Linked DNA regions of Danio rerio: region 1 is linked to region 2. The links are chromatin contacts, called in public Hi-C maps. All regions are on one chromosome and are shown on one strand. The core of a region is the stretch at or near the end of the contact, and the rest is flanking DNA. Distances in the headings are between cores, read along the strand shown.

Region 1 (7,096 bases), core at 3,476-5,975, 390 kb after region 2:
ATCTGAAATTTAACAAACAAGAAAATTCTGTTGTTAAATAAATTTTTTTCCATTTACGACTTGTGGTAAAAGTAAAGTAAAAGCCATTTCCTCTTTTAATGACCTTGAGAAGGTAATCCATGTTTTTTTTTTGCATGGGGGGGGGGGGGATCTGACACCACCTTACTTACATGTATATAATCCTGGTAGATCACTAAGGTCTTCTGATCAGTTTATTCTTTTGGTACCAGGGTCCCGGTGCAAGTGGGGATCAGACTTTTGCTGTTATCACCGTATTGTATTAGTATTGATGGTGTTCAGCACTTTTGGCAACATTGTGTTGTAAAAATGTGCTATATACAAAAACAACTAAAAATGTGTTATTTCTTAATCCCATATGTTATTGTGTTAAAACAAATAACTTGTTGTTTTGACACATTATACACAACTTTTTTTCAAAACAATGTTTCTTTCTTTTTATTTTATTGACAAGGTTATCATTGTTAAAAGTATATTTATTATAAAGAAAACTACACAAACAATCAAAAAATATATTTGTTTGCTTTTGGTCAAAATGAATTAAGCATAACTACTATTCAACCTTATGAGTTTCTGTTATAAAACCTTTAGGTTCATGCCTGTTTATAAATATTGATATCACTCACACTTCTGTAAATATTTTTAATGTAAATGGAAGATCATGTAAATGCATTTGCTCTGTTATTATCCAGAGCAATTGTGTAATTGTTTTTAGTTTTATTTTCCTAATTAGGGAATTTAATTAAGAGAATTTGCTGAACAATTTCTGACAGCTGTTGTAAAATAAACATCTCTTAGCAATTAAAAAACTTAAATATACTGTATATATAAAGAAAAATTATTTTGATGGATTGTTGGTGATTGGATGGGTGTCAGCCTTCTTTTTTTTACTTGCACAACTTTTAAAATTAAGACCTTTTTAAAATGATTTAAGGCTAAAACACAACACATCTGTGAATTTAAGACAAATTCTTTTTTTTTAATTAAATTTAAGATATTTTAAGACTTTTTAAGACTCCGCAGACACCCTGAATGAAGATGGAAATCGCAAAAATGGCAATTTATATATATATAAATTACATATGTGACATACAAGTTCATATTTGAATTTTACACATATTAAAAATGTTATGAACTAAAATATTGTAAGTGACTAAAATATATTTAAAATGCAAAAAGCAAAAATAAATATTTACATATGTACAGTTTTTCGCAGAGATGGGTTGTGGCTGGAAGGGCATACGCTGCGTAAAACATGTGCTGGATAAGTTGGCGGTTTATTCCACTGTGGCAATCCCAGATTAATAAAGGGATTAGGACGGAAAGAAAATGAATGAATGAATATGTACAGTGGAAGTCAGAATTATTAGCCCCCTTAATTATTTGCCCGTTAAATTTTTTTTTTTTTTTAAATATAGCTTAAATGGGCTAATAAATATGTTCTAAATTTTTTTTTTTTATGTAACTTTTTTATTTAAGCTGAAATAAAACAAATAAGACTTTCTCCAGAAGAAAAAATATTATCAGACATACTGTGAAAATTCCCTTGCTCTGTTAAACATCCTTTAGGAAATATTTTAAAAAGAAAATCAAAATCAAAGAGGGGCTAATAATTCTGACTTCAACTGGATATATATATATATATATTTTTTTTTTTTTCAACCATTGGAATTACAAATTTGACCATAGATAAGCACATGTACAATATATTTGAACATATATGTACATATTGTAATTCCAACGGTTAAAAAAGAAATATGTAAGTGAACATTTTGAAATATTTATAAAGAGTTGCAAAAACCTCTAAATGCCGTCTGAAATTTACCTCTAAAATGAGCATTTTTATCAGGGTCCTGTGTGTATGTCCAGTGATATCACTTTTATGGCAAAGAATACGTCCTTTTCCTGGTCTTTAAAGTGAATAATCTTAACAAACAACGAAGACTTAGAAAAATTTTCATTTTTGATGGAAATTTTTAGATGGCATTCAGAGGTTTTTGCATCTAACATCTTTATATGTAAAATTCAAATATGGGCTTTTTTATGCAGTATATATGCAGTCATATATGCAGTTTGAATATTTTTCCATGGCATGAATCAGATATATATTGGGAAAAAGTAAGAAAGGGAACTAAAATATTCTAAATGACTATACATTTAAAATGCAAAAAAGCAAAAACTGTCATGTCTTTTGTAGCCAGGACAAAAAATAAGTTCACAAAATAAGAAAATATGCCATCAGGCAGCTATGGCAAAAGATGTGAGTAAGTAAGGTTCCACCTCTGGACTTAATTATAGAAATTAAGGTAGAATTTGGGTAATTGGATGTCAAAAGATTAGATGCTTCCCATGATCTTTTACTCAGAGATGTGTTTATCTTGGTTACTTAGGCCAAAAACATATGATACTTTTTAACTCTAATATAACTGCACTAAAACGTTTATTACAAAAGAGGTTTTAACTTTTCATGAAGACACAAACATCAGAGTTAATTAAAAACTTCACAAACTTTAAAATAAAATCTGCGAATAGGAACAGAAATGTACATGGAAATAAGTTTTCATTCTACATATTTAAGCATTTTACTTAAGGCTGTTAAATATCTCAGAAAACAAATCTGAATTTAATTATTTTACATGTTATCTATTTTTAAATAGGGATGAATGTGACAAGCATGTGACATTTTATGCCATTTCTATTATTACATTTTCTCTGCACTGATTTAAGACCCTTTAAAGACCTCTGTTTATAAAAGGTTGAATTAATGTTCTTTCAAAAATATAATTTCAACATTTAGTCATTTAGCAGATGCTTTTTTGTCCCAATGCTTCCTTTCCTTGCTCCTTTTTAACACAAAATAAAACATATTGGAATGGAATAAAATTACTACACAAGTCAAAGGTTAATCACATTTCTCATAGTATCATCTTACAGCAGAAGAATGAAATTCATGTCTGTAACAATATAATAGTCAGTAAACTGCAGAAACGCTGATAGAACTTGCTCAATATGCAAGAAGTACCCACTGCTTCCAGCAAGATTCTGAAGCATGCATCCAACGTACACATTACTATCCCATAAGGCAATCCAAAACAATTTATAAATGGGAGTGAAGCGACGCAACTGACAAGGTCATGTGATAATGAGAACATGGTGGATATAGTACCACTCATAATGCTCATATTCACACTACTGTATATACAAGTTCATAAAGTAAATTTAAATTCAATATAGCACCTATCCAGGCACAGCTTATTTATTTCACTTCACAGCATTTATCCATTCAAACAATTGCTGTAACTATAGATTATTAAAAATCACACATTTTCTATATGATTTGGTCAAAGAAACCTACTGGAAGGGCAATATTAAGTTAATTACCTTCAACCAAGCACTGATTGATTGGACCAGTGCTACTAGTCTCTTAGGTTACAGTCATGTTCATACGTATATGACCAGTGCCTGGCACAGGAATGGAGCTGTGATGCTGCTCAGCAAATGATTGGCAAATGCAGGTGACCGGTGGATAAGTTTAGAACCTGATATGGGATTGTTGCTTAGGCGGCCAGAAAGACCAGTGCCAAGGACTTATTGTCATAACTCGAGTTCTCCTGCCTGTTGTCTCTGAAATTCCTCCTCTATTTATAGCCCATACCATCCCTAACCCCTTTCTGCCCTGCTCCCTTTCCTTTTTCACTCATCCCTCGCTCTCTCTCTGATAGGAAAGGGGAGTGACAAAAGCCATTGTCTTTTCTAAGCCATCCATTCCAGCCATAAAGGCCAAGGCAGGTGGCCCTGGGACTCTTTGTCCTGTGTCTGCCGTGAAGAGAGGAGCGCTGGATTACCTGTGAGGAGTTTACTGACCATTTCAAAAAAGGAAAATCTAAACCCGGGACAGCCATGGATGATGTATATAAAGCAGCGGTAAGTTATGGGCACAGTAATTAAAGTTAGTTGAAGACAAAATTTTTCTTATTATTTTTATATTTCCCATGTGATGTTTAACAGAGGAAGAATTTTCTTCACAGTATTTCCTATTATATCTTATTATCATCTGGAGAAAGTCTTTTTCTTCTAGTAAAAAAAAAAAGTTCAACTGCTAAGGTCAATATTATTCGCCCCTTAAGAGATTATTTTATCTTATTCGCTGTTGTCCAGTGACTTCACTAATTAACTAAAACATCACTTGGGAAATATTTGAAAACGAATTCAAATTTCACAGTAGAATTACAAATTTTGTCTTCAAATGTATGAGCATTTAACTCCCCTTCAGGCTGTCTGTACGGAAAGTGACCCCGTAATAAGTCCCATAAATAGTTTTGCATGCAAATGTCAGCGAAATTTTAAATTTATAAATGATAGTTTAACAGCTTACCTGTCCTTGACCATTTCCTTCCTCTACAAATGGCAGATTTCTGCATTATAACTAATAATCAACCGGACAGATCAATGAGTGCACTGTCTGCAGGTTAGCTCTCAAGGTTAAATCAATAAACGGGACATTTGAGAGAGCTACTCTGGAGCCTTTTTAAAGGCACAGAGCCTAATGGCACAGGAAACACTGTCAAAATGGATTTGCTCAATAATTGATCAACAAAACTAGTGAAAATTATAGGTTGAAGCTGATGAAATATTGAAGGGTCACAGACACTGAGGTTGAAGCATTTAACAATGAGGGTGTCTGGTGTCTGAAGACCGTTACGCAAGTGACAGCTGTCATTTCTGTAAAGCACATACCTTGGTCGGTCTATGATGAACGACAAGCTATATAGTCTTACAACAAATTGTATTTTTAGTTCTGAGTCAACTGGAGCCAATTTTGAGCTCTCTCTTGAACCTAACAGGTGGAGAACTTGACAGAGGAGCAGAAGAATGGTAAGTTCCTCGTTGAAATCTGTCATATCGCTGGATTTTGTGTGATTTTACATGACTATTCTCTTTCCAACTTATAAATGTCTGTGATGTGTCATTTGTGCTTGTGACTGTACCTGGCAGAGTTCCGTGCTGCGTTCGACATCTTCGTGCAGGACGCTGAGGACGGCTGCATCAGCACTAAGGAGTTGGGGAAGGTGATGAGGATGCTGGGCCAAAACCCCACTCAAGAAGAGCTTCAGGAAATGGTAGACGAAGTAGATGAAGATGGTATGTCATTCATTTAAGGTATAATTTATTCTCCTCAAGTTTATGGTACATTCATAGTAATAAAGGTAATGTTACAAAACCTGTCACTGGGGCAAAACCTTGTGAAAAGGTAAAAACTATTAATATGTATCTTAAAGATATCTAGATCATTACGTACTAACATGCAGGGCATAGCAGACATTTTAAAAGTATGTGTCTGTGTGTGTGTGGGGGGGGGGGGGGGGGTGTCTTGAGATCTTAAAGTTTATGTTCATGTAATTATTAATCACCTGTTAAATGGCCTGTCTCTAAAAGTAAGGGGGACATATCCCCCCATCCCCCCTGGTTGCTACGCCCCTGCTAACATGTATGTGACAGCTTTTGTATTTTTATTTCCGAAAGTGTATAAATTGGGATTTGATTGTTCACTGGTGGTCTCTGTGGGATGTAGGGAGTGGGACAGTAGACTTTGATGAGTTCTTGGTCATGATGGTGCGCTGTATGAAAGAGGAGAGCAAAGGAAAATCAGAAGAAGAACTGGCTGAAGTCTTCCGCATGTTTGATAAGTATGTATTTTTATCAAAGCATGTTAAAGTTGGCCTCATTTTACAATCTATTGCAAAACCACGTTTTATTGTCCTGTTAAGAAATGGAGATGGTTACATTGACTTGGATGAGCTGAAGAACATGCTGGAGTCCACAGGTGAGGCCATCACTGAGGATGACATCGAGGAACTCATGAAGGACGGAGACAAAAACAACGACGGCAAGATCGACTACGACGGTAAACTCATATAACAACCACTTTATTATGGATATTTATTCAAAATATACATTTCGACAACTGATTAGCATTTACCTTACATCCCAACAGAGTTCTTGGACTTTATGAAGGGTGTCGAGTAAAAACCCGCCAAGTGAAGCCATTTCATTCCCTGAACCAATGCTGCCTGCCTCTCTGACGTCACCACACGGACACCTAATTAGAAAGCACGGAAAATGATCTGCATTTCATTTAGTTCTGAAAGGTTGTTGAAGTGAATCAGTCTTGTCATACTGCTGCCCTAATTATTCGTGTTATTTGTGCTCAAGTAAAAACCTTTTCTGTACACAATTGTTTTTTTTTTTTTTTTTTGAAGATAATGTACACCTGTTTTTAGCGTTCACTCACGTTATAAAAATGTGCTGGTCTTAACTCCTATACACTGAAAAATACAATCCCTTGAAAACATTCTAAAACTTCTAACACCAAATTACACTCCCCCATGCCTGAACACAAACTTGAATGCACCCAGCAAACATTTTTTGTTTTTAAAAGAGGTCTCATAGATGTTTAAATATAGTCGTCTTGGCTAAAACCAAGCTAAATTTGGGCTGTCACGGAAAATCTAATAGACGTCAAATAAACAAAAATTAATGATTACACATATAAAGTCTAATCGGTTCATCGGGCTATTCTTATATGTCTATTAGATTTCTGCTGACAGCGTAAGTTTAGCCTTGTTTTAGCCAAGCTGTCTACTCTTAGATGTTCATTAGACGCCTATTAAACACAAAATTTTTTGCTGGGCTTTGCTATGAAACATTTGTCTGGGACTTTCCTAGTATTGTGTCCTAAATGGAAGTTCTTTACACTTTCAGTAAAAAAAAGAAAAAAAAAGAAAAGAAGAAAACACCTTGCAGTACACAGTTGCTCTCCAGAGACAAACATGCTTTATAATTACCAGTACAAAATTTGTAGTGTATCCAACTACATTCATTTAGCTACCTCATTGTCTTCATTAACCAAAAGGCTCTTCAAGATATACATTCATATACACACACACACACACACACACACACACACTACCTACACTTATAAAGCAAATAGGCAGATTAGATGGGCAGTTGAATTTATTAACATTACCAAATTGAGTGAAAACTACAGGTGAAAAAACAACAACAGTGAGGGCATCTC
Region 2 (7,504 bases), core at 4,511-7,010:
AACAATTCAGACATTTTCTAAGAACTGTGACTTTCGTCACAGTTGTGATATATATTTCACTATTTAGGTAAAAATCTGACTTTATCTTCTGTTTTTGCTTATAGCTCACAATACTTGGTTTTGGTTACGCTTTATTTTAAGGTGTCCTTGTTAAAGTGCAACAATTTATTTAACTACTGAGTAATAAGTATTTTATTATATTTACCATGTGATGTGTGTTTAGGGAAAGAATGCATGTTAGTATAAGGATAAGCTGCATGTAATTATGCATAATTGTAATTACTATAGTAAGTACATAAAACGTGTACACCTTACAAGGACACCTTAAAATAAAGTGTTACCTTGATCTCAGAAATCAGATTTGTGTTTTCAATGCATTTTTTATGGCATGTTTTATTTTTTAAAATGGAAAGTTTGTTGATTATTCACAATTTCTTACAATTTTCAGCTTGCATATATAAACACAATTATTCTAACTCACAATTATAAGTAGCAGTTAACTTTGAATTTTACACAGATTTGGAAGCAGTAGCTCACTTTTCATCTACACTTTGGTAAATAACTATTTTGTTAGTGTTCCATGAAGAATCCTTTAACGTCTATGGAACCTTTCATCCCACAAAAGGTTCTTTATAGAGGTACAAGTTTCTTTAGATTATCAAAAGTTCTTCACACAATGTGCAAATGATCATTTAAAGGTTTCTTTAAAAAGTTCTTTAAGGAATCCTAAAACATCCTTCTATGGCATCACTGTAAAAACTTCTTTGTGGTTTTTCCTCCCACTTTTATTGTAAATAGTGTAGTGTTTTTATGAATACTCAATTCAGACATACTACTTCAGTCAGGCTATACATTTTTAAAACTAAACTGTAGAGAAGTTAGAATACTCTTATAATGTCTTATTTTAAACACATCATCTGCTTGACTTTAATGCATCATTTTTATATCTACAATCAACAGAATTGTTGTGCATGGAGAGCCCTTTCTCAGATCAATTAAACCATTTTCAGCACAGCCGTTTAACTTTCCCAAGGAATTCCTTCTTACAGAGGCTCAGGTAATACCAAATAAGCCAAATACAGCTTTTACCTTTTATACTGCTGTTACTGAACGCAGGATTGTGTTTTCTAGGCTCTAGAAGTGAGCGATCACTACCCCATAGAGGTGGTCCTCAAGGATGTGAAATCAAGGATGTCCACAAGATACAGTGAAGCTCCTTGTCTTCTGCCTGCTGTGTTTGTCCTGAATGCTTTACTGCTCATGCAGATGATTGTATGAACTACAAGTGGATTATTCATCTGGCCCAGATGAAGACTATACTCTGCTGTTACACAGCTCTGTTGTACTTGAGCTCAGAATGCGTTGGAGAGTGACTGAAGATTAAATTCTTTGCGTGTTTTATGGCTTTTCGAATATAATGATGAATTGGCTCAGGTGTTATTTTCAGCATGCTTTTTTTTTGTAAAAAAAGATTTTTTTTTTTCTGTTATTATCGTTACATTTATGTTTTTATCAACTAAGCTTTTTCTACATCCTCTACTGGAAATTTTGAAGGTAGTTGTTTTATATTGAAGGTAGTTAAATGTAGTGAAAAAAAGAAAGATAAAAGAACATTATGTACAAGTTTCCATGTTGCTTAATTTGCCCAGTCAGAAAGTCATCCATGTAGGTTTCAAGTGACAAAACAAAAATTGTCTAGCGGAAGGATGTGGCCTGATAAAGAGGAAGTTATTTTTCTTGAAAGATTGTTTTATTTATTTTTTAAAATGTTTCACAGAACTTAAACCAAAAGCCAAGCAATGCAAAATTATTTTGTAATATGCATTTAATGTGATCTGACAATTCAACAATTCCTTTAACAAGTTCACTTGAATTGGTCCTACTTTACTTACTGTTAAATGTTCCAGAAGGGGACGCTATTGAACTTTCTGAATCCCACTAGCGTGTCATGGTTTTTATTTCTGTGGATCAAATACATTTCGTTTATTAAACATTCAATATTTTTATATAAAATATTCAGATAAATTGACACCTGCATATCAGTTAGAAAATAAAACCCTATATGTTTTTATTACTTACAATAACAATATTTTTAATAATGTGACATTTTGTTTGGATCATGTCAGACCTGAGAAATCAAAGTATCTTTGCATGTCAATTAGTTTTTTAAAGGAATCAAGTTATTTTGAATAAAAAAAAAACATCAAATACACTGGAAATATATTTAGCTTTTTACTAAATTCACTTTTTTTTTTATGAACTCATCTACTAAACAGAGATACCATTGCAGCATTAAATTGTTTATGAAAGTATGCATCTCAGTTATTTCCATCTGAAACAGATATTCTATTTGAATTATACAAGGGTTTATGAATCTTAAATAACATTTTTAAAAGTGTTAATTGGGTAAAATATTATAAATTATATTTCAAAATAAAACTACAAGTTAGGACTTCCACAGGTGTTCAGTTTAGAGCTTGGAAAAACAACAGCAAGACTAGAAAAATCAAAGAATGGACTTTATTTGTGGTCATTTGAGCCTTTTTCACACAAACGAAAGCAAGTGTGAGGTGCTTAGTTGGCATGAAGGGCCTTCCAGCGGCTCAGGGGTCCACGGCTGGGGATGTATTTCACCCCGCAGCCATCAGGAATCAGACGCTTCTCCGCCAGCATGTTATCAAAGTCACACGTGTTGAACTTTGTGAAGCCATACTTCTTGGACACGTGGATCTAAAGAGAAAGAAACCCAACATCAGCGACCGCTTGACAATTACAACTTAGTTTTCATTTGTGTTGCATTACCTTCTGACGGCCAGGGAACTTGAACTTGGCTCTCCTCAGAGCCTCGATCACATGCTCCTTGTTCTGGGCCTTTGTGCGCACAGACATGATGACCTGGCCAATGTGCACACGGGCCACTGTGCCCTGAGGCTTCCCGAACGCACCACGCATACCAGTCTGGAGCCTGGAAGACACCATAACTCAGTTTAATTCCCTTAAAAGTGCTCGAATTTGTAAAACAAATATAAATAAATTTAGCAATGGCATGTTTCAATGGTCCCTTAAAGGGCCCAGCACTACCCAGCTAGGCTCATACACAACCAAAGATTTACTGTCTGCAGCCTTTGCACACCACACAAGTACACACAACCTGTCCAGTCGGCTTAATAAGCTGCAGTAGAGTATATCAGAGCAAACAGCAGCTCACCTATCAGCTCCGGCACAGGACAACATTTTGTTAATGCGGATGACGTGGAAGGGGTGCAGGCGCACACGGATGTGGAAGCCATCTTTACCGCAAGTCTTCACCATATACTTGTTGGCGCAGATACGGGCAGCCTCAAGAGCTAGACAAATGAATCAGCGGATTAAAAAAATCATCAGAATTTCATCTCAACACAGAGATTTTCTAAAGAAAAGTTAAATGTTATTATCTAAGAGTTCTCAAAAGATATTCACAAAGCTGCTGAGACAAATGTTTACTACAGAATAAAGAGTTTATAAGTCTTAAGCGGAGAGTAGGAGTGGGGTTAACCTTGTTGCTATGGATGATGTCAGCATGATTACCAATTATGTACAGTGATTGGCTGATAGGGATAGGAGGGGTCTCCGCAAGAGATTGAAACTTGGCTAAGAAAGTGATGCTATATTCAAATAAAGGTTTTTTTAAATAGTGTCACTTTAAAAGAAATTTTAAATGCAGCTGAAGATAATAATTGCGTGGTATAATGTATGTTCCTTGCTTTTAAATGTTTTAGACATTAAATAAAGATCCTTCCCATGTAAAATTTACGCATTTTTCTAAAATCTAGCAAATATTAAATGGTTTTAAATATTTAAAAAGGTATACAAAATGTGTAAAAATAGAACTTGACAATCATATGCTCTTTTTTTTAATGTTCAGCAATGGCATGTTTCAATGGTCCCTTAAAGGGCCCGGCACTACCCAGCCAGGCTCATACACAACCAAAGATTCACTGTCTGCAGCCTTTGCACACCACACAAGTACACACAACCTGTCCAGTCGGCTTAATAAGCTGCAGAGAAGATAAAAAATACTATTTACTTATAGAATATATTTGCATAATTACTTAAGATTTACCTTTTCAAAAGCTCAGTCAAATTTTTAAAAACGTTTTCCTTTCCGAATGCAGATTGCCAGCAACAGCCTCTTTAGGAAAGTTTATGGTTTGGTCTTAGTGTTTTAGGAGTCCTCTACAGTGCTCTAACATCTCACTGATTTAGGAGTAGTTTTAGCACTAAATTACTTTGTGAAATACTCAAAGCAAATAAATAAAGATACATAACATTACAGTCTAAAATTTAGGACTGACACCAAATTTTATTTTATTATTTTTTTTTTTTACAATTCTCTCAAAAAAAAAGCAAGTTAGGAGCAGTTTTTATTTTTTTGTATAATATTTTAAATATGACCCAGAACTACAGTGCTTGAAATGTAATGTCAAATTGTAAAATTCAGTAAGCGCAGCATCTCTCACCTTCACTGGACAGCTGCTCATACTCATCAGACACCATGTGAGCACACAGGGGAAACTCATCCACCTTAGCCTTCTTCCTGCCCAAGTCGAAGATCCTGATTTTGGGATCTGAGTTTGGTAAAGAGACAGAACATACCTTAAACTGATTGATTTATACAGAGATAACACTAATGCGCACATTTTGCATTCCCACAGCGTTTTTACAGACACATTCTAGACCAACTTTACATACTTAAACTAGGTTAGAATGATCATGTAAACATGTTAACCAATGTCCCTGGAACAGAAAATGGTAAAACTTGATCAAAAACGTATCTTTACAGCTAGATTTTTGCCATTTATGCTGATTTTATTAAAATTATTACGTTTGACACAAAAAAGCTGAAGACATTGACATCCTTAGAAAAAAATTAATACTGTTAAAGTCAACAATTACTAATTTACAGCTTTCAAAATATCTTGTTTGATAGTAAAAACTCAAAGGTTTGTAACAACTTGATAAGCAAATGGCAATTTTTTATTTCTGAGTAAACTATCCCTAATGTTACATTTAAGTCATGAGCTGACAAATATACTTTAAGTAAATGGACAAAATAACATTCTTGTTTTATGCAACAAGACAATTAGCATTACATCCCCCCCCAAAAAAATACATGGCTTACCAGGAACACCTCGACAGAAACGGGACTTGGGGTAAGGCTTGTTCTTACAGTATCTGTAACTGGAAAAGACAGTAGACCATTAACAAGACTAAAACTCTTATATATAGGAATATACGACAGTTTATAAAGTTACCATAAGATCTTATTTAACTATTACGCTGCAAACAGCAAAAATGTCAAATAACATTAAAGTGACTGTTGGGAGGCTAATTTGTTAGCCTGACACCAAAACCACTTCTTCCAACAAATAACCTATCATGCATTTAAATTAAATTTAAAGTTGTTTTATATAAACACTTGTTAGTATCAGAAAGCAGAGCTCGTGAGTGTCCTGTCACTACTCCTTGTATGTGGCCGGCGGGCTGCACATGGTTAGCGGGGCCTGCCATTTTCATTGCGGCTACTTTTTAAAACACCAAATTCACAACTTACCAACGGGCTGGACGGCGGCCCATGGTTGCGATCTGTAACGTACACAATAACAATTGATTTAATAAGGACAACGCGTGTATATCATTGGAAAAATAATGTGTTTTTTCGACAAAAAGGAAGAGAGCAAAGCACCGCGCTCTTACCACGCACTCACCTAATGGAGGAAAGGAAGAAAACTGCCTTTCCGCTGCGTCATAATGCAACGAGGGAAACTACTTCCGGTTACATATTCGCGTTGTATTTATATCGTTTAAAACCGATTTTGTAGTCTAGTTTGCGAAATTAACAATCATTTATCAATGTATTTCCTAAAACAATCATAAGCGTGCTGTAGATTCATTTAAGATTGTCATTTTCTGTGCTTTAGCCAAAGCGAGATTTGTAGTGCGGTCGCTCATATGTCTGCTGGTATTTGTAGTCCATCAGCGCGATGGGGTCCTTCCAGGAATGATGCTTTATTTTTTACCAGTTCCAGTCCATTGTTTAAAATGATGGAGATTTTTATATAAACATTTTTAACAAAAGGATCATATGGCAATATGATAATTAAAACCTTAATTGTCAAGCACCCTTATATCCTGGAATCGGGCTTGTTTTATTAGTGAATTTGTCCTCTTGCACTACAAAATAGACCATCGTTCATTCATTCATTTTCCTCAGGCAGTCAGGTGGTTATCAGGGGTTGCCACAGCGGAATAAACCGTCAACTATTCCGGCATATGTTTTATGCAGCGGATGCCCTTCCAGCCGCAACCCAATACTTGGAAACACCCATACGCTCTCCATTCATACTCACACTCATGCACTATGGCCAGTTTTGGTTAAGTGACATGTCAGTTTAATTTTTATGTTAACTGTTGTAATGCAAATTTAACTTGTTGTAATTGCATTAAATATGTTAACTTTGAACTTCAAGCTTTTGAGCTACAAACTAAAGACTAAGCAGAATGCAGACAAAAAGAAGAGAGAGACTAAAGATGCCTGAAGATGACAAGCTTTATTTCAGTCAGAATCAGCATCTGCAGTCTTTGTCTTCATAACAAAATCTGCCACTGTATCATGTCCAGCACATTGCAGTAATCCTCAGCAGCACTCATTGTTAGGTATTCTAGTGACCCTCACCATCCCTTTATGTCTTTGGTGACCCTCACCAACCCTCTGTGTATTTGGTGACCCTCACCAACCCTCTGTGTCTTTGATGAAACTCACCAACCCAATTGTGCTCTGGTGACCGGTGACCCTCACCAACCCTTAGTGTCTTTGGTGACCCTCACCCACCTTCAGTGTCTTTGGTGACCCTCACCAACCCTCTGTGTCTTTGGTCACCCTCATCAACCTTCAGTGTCTTTGGTGACCCTCACCAACCCTCAGTGTCTTTGGTGACCCTCACCAACCCTCTGTGTCTTTGAGGACCCTTACCGACCCTCAGTGTCTTTGGTGGCCCTCACCAACCCTCTGTGTCTTTGAGGACCCTTACCGACCCTCAGTGTCTTTGGTGGCCCTCACCAACCCTCAGTGTCTTTGGTGACCGTCTTCTGTATTATTAGTAACTATAAACACAAACACACACACACCCACACACACACACACACACACACAAACACACACACACACACACACACACACACACACACACACACACACACACACACACACACACACACACACACACACACACACACAGGCAAAACACACACCTGGAGCAGTGGGCAGTGGGCAGGTATTCAGGTATCTCTGTGACGCTTGGAAAATTATGTGTGAATATTGCATAGTTACACAGTGCTAAAACTCTCATTTTTAGTTTTTTATTTTTTTTTTTTTTTGCAGAGATGTCCGAAGTACAAATCAGAATGACTAAAAATTAAACGCAAATTCAGATAAAGCGTCTCTAATCAAGAGAAAAACTGCAAA

The links. Hi-C and Micro-C count contacts between places; a contact is called where the count stands out from the background.
Region 1: a Hi-C map of an unstated tissue shows a contact between it and region 2, with 3 times the contacts expected there. The contact joins the promoter of si:dkey-32e6.6 here to the promoter of rpl10 in region 2. A contact is called at or near these places in 2 of 18 Hi-C or Micro-C datasets (caudal fin and an unstated tissue).

Annotation. Positions count from the first base shown.
Region 1 is chr23:23,010,377-23,017,472 of GRCz12tu, forward strand. si:dkey-32e6.6 reads right to left here and starts at 4,726. Exons shown (of 11, transcript XM_073938808.1): 1 at 4,394-4,726. It overlaps tnnc1b (troponin C type 1b (slow)), which reads left to right and starts at 3,826. Exons shown (of 6, transcript NM_001002085.1): 1 at 3,826-3,942; 2 at 4,863-4,893; 3 at 5,014-5,160; 4 at 5,591-5,705; 5 at 5,787-5,923; 6 at 6,014-6,245. The coding sequence starts at 3,919. The coding sequence ends at 6,045. It overlaps tktb (transketolase b), which reads right to left. Exons shown (of 14, transcript NM_198070.3): 14 at 7,015-7,096.
Region 2 is chr23:22,614,348-22,621,851 of GRCz12tu, forward strand. rpl10 (ribosomal protein L10) reads right to left here and starts at 5,761. Exons shown (of 7, transcript NM_200027.1): 1 at 5,748-5,761; 2 at 5,594-5,625; 3 at 5,162-5,220; 4 at 4,500-4,607; 5 at 3,209-3,347; 6 at 2,803-2,965; 7 at 2,507-2,730. The coding sequence starts at 5,616. The coding sequence ends at 2,575. dnase1l1 (deoxyribonuclease I-like 1) reads left to right here. Exons shown (of 9, transcript NM_213153.2): 8 at 961-1,057; 9 at 1,132-1,938. The coding sequence ends at 1,278. It overlaps LOC137489190 (small nucleolar RNA SNORA70), which reads right to left and starts at 3,178; the gene lies at 3,045-3,178. LOC137489191 (small nucleolar RNA SNORA70) reads right to left here and starts at 4,043; the gene lies at 3,910-4,043.